Linked DNA regions of Gossypium raimondii: region 1 is linked to region 2. A link is a contact called in public Hi-C data. All regions are on one chromosome and are shown on one strand. The core of a region is the stretch at or near the end of the contact, and the rest is flanking DNA. Distances in the headings are between cores, read along the strand shown.

What was found. Hi-C and Micro-C count contacts between places; a contact is called where the count stands out from the background.
Region 1: a contact with region 2 is called in a Hi-C map of leaf, with 2.6 times the contacts expected there. The contact joins the promoter of LOC105791618 here to the promoter of LOC105791608 in region 2. A contact is called at or near these places in 2 of 2 Hi-C or Micro-C datasets (both in leaf).

Annotation. Positions count from the first base shown.
Region 1 is chr8:45,152,404-45,156,043 of ASM2569854v1, reverse strand. LOC105791618 (mitogen-activated protein kinase homolog MMK2) reads left to right here and starts at 1,934. Exons shown (of 7, transcript XM_012619776.2): 1 at 1,934-2,255; 2 at 2,370-2,529; 3 at 3,006-3,135; 4 at 3,570-3,640. The coding sequence starts at 2,375. It also overlaps the pseudogene LOC105791620.
Region 2 is chr8:45,020,724-45,024,235 of ASM2569854v1, reverse strand. LOC105791608 (putative recombination initiation defects 3) reads left to right here and starts at 1,428. Exons shown (of 11, transcript XM_012619757.2): 1 at 1,428-1,562; 2 at 1,994-2,144; 3 at 2,261-2,414; 4 at 2,560-2,694; 5 at 3,121-3,173; 6 at 3,290-3,484. The coding sequence starts at 1,498.

The DNA.
Region 1 (3,640 bases), core at 685-3,184, 130 kb before region 2:
AAAGTAGAAGAGCAAGCTGTGAGATGAATCATGAATGTATTCAAGTTGAAGCTAATCTTGTCTTATACAGATGGTTTAGGTTGAGACCTTATGTTATCTCAGAAGTAGACATGCATAACCTTTACCTTGTTCGGGTTATGGCGGTACATGTCTTGTGAGTTGTAAGGTATGTTACAATACTGAGTTAACTTGTTTATACAATTACCATGCCTGCATTATCTTCATTACTGAATCATAATAGTAGGAAACTGGTCTTAACAACCAGAGAGAGCTGTTTTGTGATTAATGTGTTTACATGGTGAGTGATAAGAGCTCCATCTCTTCTTACATATGCATTTTTTACAGATGATATCTTGAATTGCCATCTGCATAGTCAGTAAAGTCCTTGGTATTTCAAAATTTATTAGATTTGTTGAAAGTTGAAACTGACAAATGATGTTTGTTATCGATCGGACCCTCATTTTGTTCAATATTGTTTTTCGATGGAGGATTTTATTTCTCTTTTTTGTCAAGAGCTCAAGCGCTTAAAAAGATGTGATTTCATAGAACGGGAACATCTAATCGAGTGCCTGATTAAGTGAACTTTGACTAAACTTATGTCCTATAACATATAGGCATTTGAAGGTGAGCCTCCTATCACTTGGGCTAACAATGTTGGATCTAGATAATGTTGTGGCTATGGCAGGTGAACCGAGAAGATACTTTTCGTGGTTAATCATGACCCGATGCGTAATAGTAATTGCCTAGTTGGTTCTTGTCTTAATGCAACGGGTACATGCCATTTTCCTCGAGTTCGAATGACATTCGATCCACTCCTCATAAATGCTGAGAAATTGCATCTTTCGTTTACTAAGCATGTTAGGATTCATCATGGTCTCGTCATCTATTTAGACCCGAACATTTGCTCAAAAAGTGAAAGTGTTTGAATAAAAATATAAGTCTAAAAAATGGGTTTGGACAAAAAAAGAGGTTGGTTTTTTAAATGGGCCAAGTCTCAGATAATATTTTATGGCCTGGCCTCAACCTGATCTGTTTAAATTTTTTTTTTCTGTTGTTGTTTTGTTACAATTTCGCTATTATATTGCTACTATGTTGTTATTATTGTTTGAATATTGTATTACTCTTGTTCTATTGTTAATTTTGCTACTATTTATATTAGTGTTGTTAAGTATAGAGACTTTTTTTAACAATATATTTTTAATTTGTGGAAACATTTATTTTAATGTTTTTAGTATATCTAATATATTATATTTTTAAATTTTTTTATATAAAAAAATTAATACGACTAATTAAATCAAGTTTGAATTTATTATTTTTATTTGAATCAGATTTAGATAAAATTTTAAATCCATTTTGAGAAAGAAATTAACTTAAAATTTGACATAAGTTGTGCTGGTGTATTACTAAATATGTAAAAAGGGAAGTTTGACTATTGACTTGCAAGACTTGAACAAATATTTGTTTGACTCTGATTCTGATGAGCTTGATAATAGTATTGACTTTTGAAACACGATGCAAATTGGATCTTAAAAATTCATCTAAATTAGAATTCAGGGTAATCTCCAAGTGTTTGTAAGATCAGAATTCAGGAAAACGAAAGACGGTACATTGGCAGTTCTGGGAATCAATTAGCTTCACATGCCTGCAATTGTTAGTGGCGCCGCCATCACGTGTCCATCTACCGGATTAAACGGTGGGACTGGACCCAGTGCAATAATTGTCTTCAAATTAGACTTTGAATTATATCAATTTTTTTTTGTTATTAATTTATAGAAAAGAAGATTATTTTTGAATTAAAAAGCCACCATTTAAGTTTTAAGAATAATTTTTTAAATAAAATAAAAATGATAAATTAAGAAATAAGTATAAGATTAAAATGTGAGAAATGAAAGAAGTGGAGAATGGGCCTGCGGCTGCAAATGGAAAATATTTTCTTCATCTAGTTTCTAACATAAATCTCAGCTTCTTGATTGGTTAAGCTTAACCAACAGTACGGACAGGAGAATAACAATAACTTTGACCACATGAAACAGGAAAGTCATCTCTTTTTTCCAGAAACGACTTCCAACAGGCAATTTCTTTGAACTGTAAACCCTTTTTTCCTGGAAAAAGCCATCAGGATAGAAAAATAAAGCCAAGTTGTATAAAAGTAAAGAACAAAACAAGTGGGAATCTTCACGGAACTCTCAAGCTTTTCTACTTCAAAAGGTTCACACTCATCTTCCAATATACTTACCTACGCGCTCTCCCAAATTGTAACCCTCATTTCTTCACTTTTTCCTGTCTCTGAATTTCAGCTGTTATTAACATTACACCATAAAAATCTTTCTTTCAATTCGGGTTGTGAGTTGGGTTCGGGTTATATCCAGGAAACATGTCAATGGGGTCAGGGGATCAAAGCATCAAAGGTATACCAACTCATGGTGGACGCTATGTTCAGTACAACGTTTATGGTAACCTCTTCGAAGTTCCCTCAAAATATGTTGCTCCTCTTCGCCCCATCGGCCGTGGTGCTTATGGTATTGTCTGGTAAGGTTTTTTCCGCTTTTTGCTCCCTTTATTTTTTTTTCGAATTTTTTTCCCCTTAAAACTCCCTGTTTTGATTGATTTCCAGTTTTGGTTTGTCCCAGTCTCGATGCTCTACATGACAGTTTTTTAGTTTCTTTTTTATGGGATTTTAGTAAATATTAAGGCTTGTATTTGTAGATTGATAATTTTTTTTCCTTTTTCATGGTGAATTTTGATGATTGACAGGATTGAGAGTGACACTTTTAGTGTGGCTCTCATTTAGCATATCTTTAGCTGAATTTTGCAGTGTGATTGCTTTTAAAGGAAATTAAGGTTGCCAATTTTAGGGTCTAATTGAAGTGAATGGCTCCAGGCCGAACTTCCTGGTTGAGAATATTGAACGAAAGTGACCATTCTGTTTATTAGGCTCACCGTTGTGTTATTATATTATTCATAATGTGAAGCTGAGATGTGATTTGCTCCCCCATTTCTGTTAGTGCTGCTGTGAATTCAGAGACACAGGAGGAGGTTGCTATCAAGAAAATCGGTAATGCATTTGACAACCGGATCGATGCCAAAAGGACATTGCGAGAGATCAAGCTTCTTCGTCACATGGATCACGAAAATGTAAGTTCCTGCTAGCTCGATACTCTGCATTTTCACCTCTTTGATGGATGTTTCGATAATGTTGTTTAGATCAATAGACCCCCTAGTTATTAGGCTCCTTGCATGCTTCAGGGGTCCGGTTGCTGTTGCCATCTAAACGATTAGCAGAAATGAAACAGGTCCTTTCTTCCCATCAAGTAAGCCTTTGACCATCCTTAAAAAAGGAGACAAAAACAATACCCACATTTGTTGTCCTAATTTTGTCTAATTATAGGAATTTGGCTAACCTTTAAGTTTATTTGAGTTCCTTGGGAAAGATCATCTTTGTACCCTAATAACTTTTAACCATTAAGCTAGGGCCAATCTTATGATGTTGTGCGTAAACCTTCAATCTAACTAGGAATGCCTACTTCAAATTACTAGGTAGTTAATGCTGATTGTTTGTTTTTCTTCAGGTGGTTGCCATCAAGGACATCATACGGCCTCCACAGTGGGAGAACTTTAATGATGTTTACCTCGTTTATGA
Region 2 (3,512 bases), core at 179-2,678:
AATCCAGGTCATCGGCAGCTACGAATTAACATAAATACATAACACCATCAATAATCAACCCAATTCACAATCAATTGTTATCTCAAACAAACCTTAAATTTCATTTAATTTAGTCCTTACAACTGAAACATGCATAACTTTTAATTCTAAGCGCCGATTTATAATCCGACTTCATTTCCTTCTATTTTAGACCCTCTATTATCGGTTTCTAACAAAATCTCATAACAGCTTTACCTGTTATCCATTTAAGTTCTCAAATATAAAATCTAACATCTAACTTAACAATCTAGTCATTTTTCATGTTTACACTCAAAACCTACCAATTAAACATAAAAACCTAGAGAATTTATTAATGAAAACTTTTCAAAACATTATTAGTTTTATAAATTGAAACACAAGCTAGCTAAATTAAGCTCCCACGGCCACAAAAATATAAAAATTAGAAGAAAAAGACCTAATTATACTAATCAATTTAGTTCTCAAAGTCTGAAGCCCTAAAACCCAATTTCTTCTCTATTTATTTTCTTTCTTTTGCGCGTGGAAGGCTTCTCCTTCTGCTTAACTCATTTATATCACAGCCCACCCTCACGTTTCGACATGTTTTATTGCCATTTTAGGTTTTTGGGCTATTAGCAATTTTAATCCCTTTAACTATTTTCTAATTAAAATCTATAACGATTTGTTTTATCATTTTGTCTTTGGACTAGATTAAATATTTAAATTAACCAAATTATTTATCCTTAATTCAATTTATTTATAAATTAACTCTGTAAATATTTTTATTAATTATTTATAGACTCAATTCACTAAAACAAGACCTCAAACTATAATTTTCGACACCGCTATTTCGGGTTGTTACAAAATTGAATCCATCTCACCCCTAATTCAATAAACGTACTATGAAGGTCTATGTACTAAGAATCAAATTGCATTTTATCCCCTCTACTAAAAAAATAAACAAATTAGTTTTTGTACGTTAAATTAAAGAGCAAATTACTCATTCTGTTAAAAAATTAATTCATTTCTACTATTAAAAATTGGTAATTATATGTCAACATGAAATGCACGTTGCCATGTATCACCATCTAATTATTCTGTCAGCACGCTAGTTTTTAACTATATAACTGAATGAAATTTTTAATAGAAAAAAAAATTACTCCATCCATGCTTTTACCCTTAATTCTAGTGCACGAAATTTTTTTTTTTATTAAAAACTATCAACAGCATCAGGGAAGAGCAGAAAAGCCTATTTGGGTTTATGAATAAAATTTTGGATCCGGTTGGGGTTAAATTGCTCCAGAATCCGGGCCCAACCAAACAAGATACCGTCCCGTTACTTTTCACCCTTTTCAGTTTCCCGCCATCGTCCACAGCTCCTAGCTATTTAAGCAACATCGTTTCATCCCTTGGATGCTTTTCACTGGTAACTAGCTCCTCTTTCTCTTTTTATCGATAATTCGAAATCCAACGATCTCACTGTTTTTTTTTATGGTATAAATGAAGTTGAAGATCAACAAAGCTTGCGATCTCGGCTCCATCTCCGTTTTTCCTCCTCATACAAGGTTTCTCCTCACCTTTATGATTCTCTTTGTTTCCCGAAAAGATGCATACAAACATAAATTAATTAAACTGTTTACTTCGTGAAGGTTTGATATTATTAGGAAATTATAATTATCTAGCTTAATCGAGCATTTTTACGGTTTTCTCTTACTATAGGGAAGAGAAGAGGTGATAAATCTCTTGTTCATTTCTGTTAATTTTCTTAGATTTTGGAAGGAGGTCAATCCTCTTTCGAGTCTTCAAACTTCAAAGACACGTTTGACTCCGGTTTCATATTTTTCAAACTTTCTTTTTGGAAAATAAGAATTACTTGTGGAAAATTTATTTTGCAAAGAAAATCATGTTTAGATAATTTCAAGATTAGCATCATCTGAGAACTAAGAGTTGAATTTTTCAATTTGATTTGCATTGTTTGGTTTAATGTATCTGAAAGGAGATCGAGCCTGCCACCGAGTGTGCCTCAATCATCACAGCTTAGATCACAGCCATCACAACAATCATTCTCACAGGGGATTTCATCTCAGCATGCCTTATTTTCTCAGATCTCACAAAGCTCACTCGATGAAATCGTGACAACTGATCAGGTTGAATTATTCTCATCTCCTTTTTTCTTTTTGTTTTCCAGCATTCAAGTTTGTATATAAATCACCGTATCTTTTTTCTTATGAGAAAAATTGCTTTCTGTACTTCATCTTTGCAGAGATTTGGTTCCCAAGAACGAGAGAATACTGCCAGCAAGTTTTCTTGCTTGGCTCCAACCAACTTCACAAGAGAAGATAGTCAAGTGCCGATTTCTAGATCTTCCACCAACTTAATACGCAAATGGAATCCTGTTTCTGCTCCAGAGCATAGATGTAAGATTACTATTTAGTTATTTATTACGTTTAACATGACCAGTTTTATGATCGTACCTTTGAGTAGCTTAATTAAGCTTTTGAACTACATTTTTGGTATATTACAGCTATAGACGGATGCTGAACCTTTTATTTACTTGAACAGGTCAAACTTCTGAAGAACTTGAACACCGGCTTTCAGTGATTGAAACTTCATTGAACAGAGTTGGGATGATCTTGGATTCGGTTCAAAGTGATATAATGCAGGTGAACAAAGGAACAAAAGAACTCTTGCTGGAAAGTGAGTCATTCAGTTCCTTAAGGTTACAAAATCCGGAGAGATGATAACTTATTGCGCAATGGTTACACCTGTTAATAACTTGTTTGTCTGCATAAGAATGTTATAGGCCTGTCATTCTAGGGCATGGTTCCATAATTTTAATACATAATGTCCAAGAATTGGACTTAAAATCAACTGGTTTTAGGTGGAGAGCCAACTTTAATATAAGACCACACAAAATGCAATTATACACATAAGGACAACCTTGCTTAGGGTTAGGCAAAAACAACATAATAGTACCATGTGCCCAATCTTAATGCAAGATCATAGACAACCCAATACTTAAAAGATGTGGGATAACACTATTTAACACTTATAATTGACATTTTTTTTAAAAAACCCCGCTTTTCCATTGTTAAAATGAAGTTTCTTACAATTTTATTTCAGTGGAAGGGATGCGGCAGAGGTCGATAGCTGAAGATACCTCCCTAAAGCTAATGGTAACAACTAATAACACATCACTATATCCTCTTTTACTTTGCAAATTGACTAGTGTTGCTGTCATGAGCATCCGTAAATATATACTTTTATAAGACAACTGAGAAATGGTAAACAGATCAAGGGACAAGAAGATATCAAAGCCAGCCTTGATGGCAGCATGAAAGCGGTATCGGATCAACTAAACAATGATAAATATCGAGATAAGTTACAACAGATCTTCTTGGTGCTTTCTGCTTTACCAGAACAGATGGAAGCTTCTTTAATCAAAGTACGAAATGAGCTTTGCAACACGTTCACCAACGAAATAAAGGTATGCATAGAACATTTAGACTTTAAAA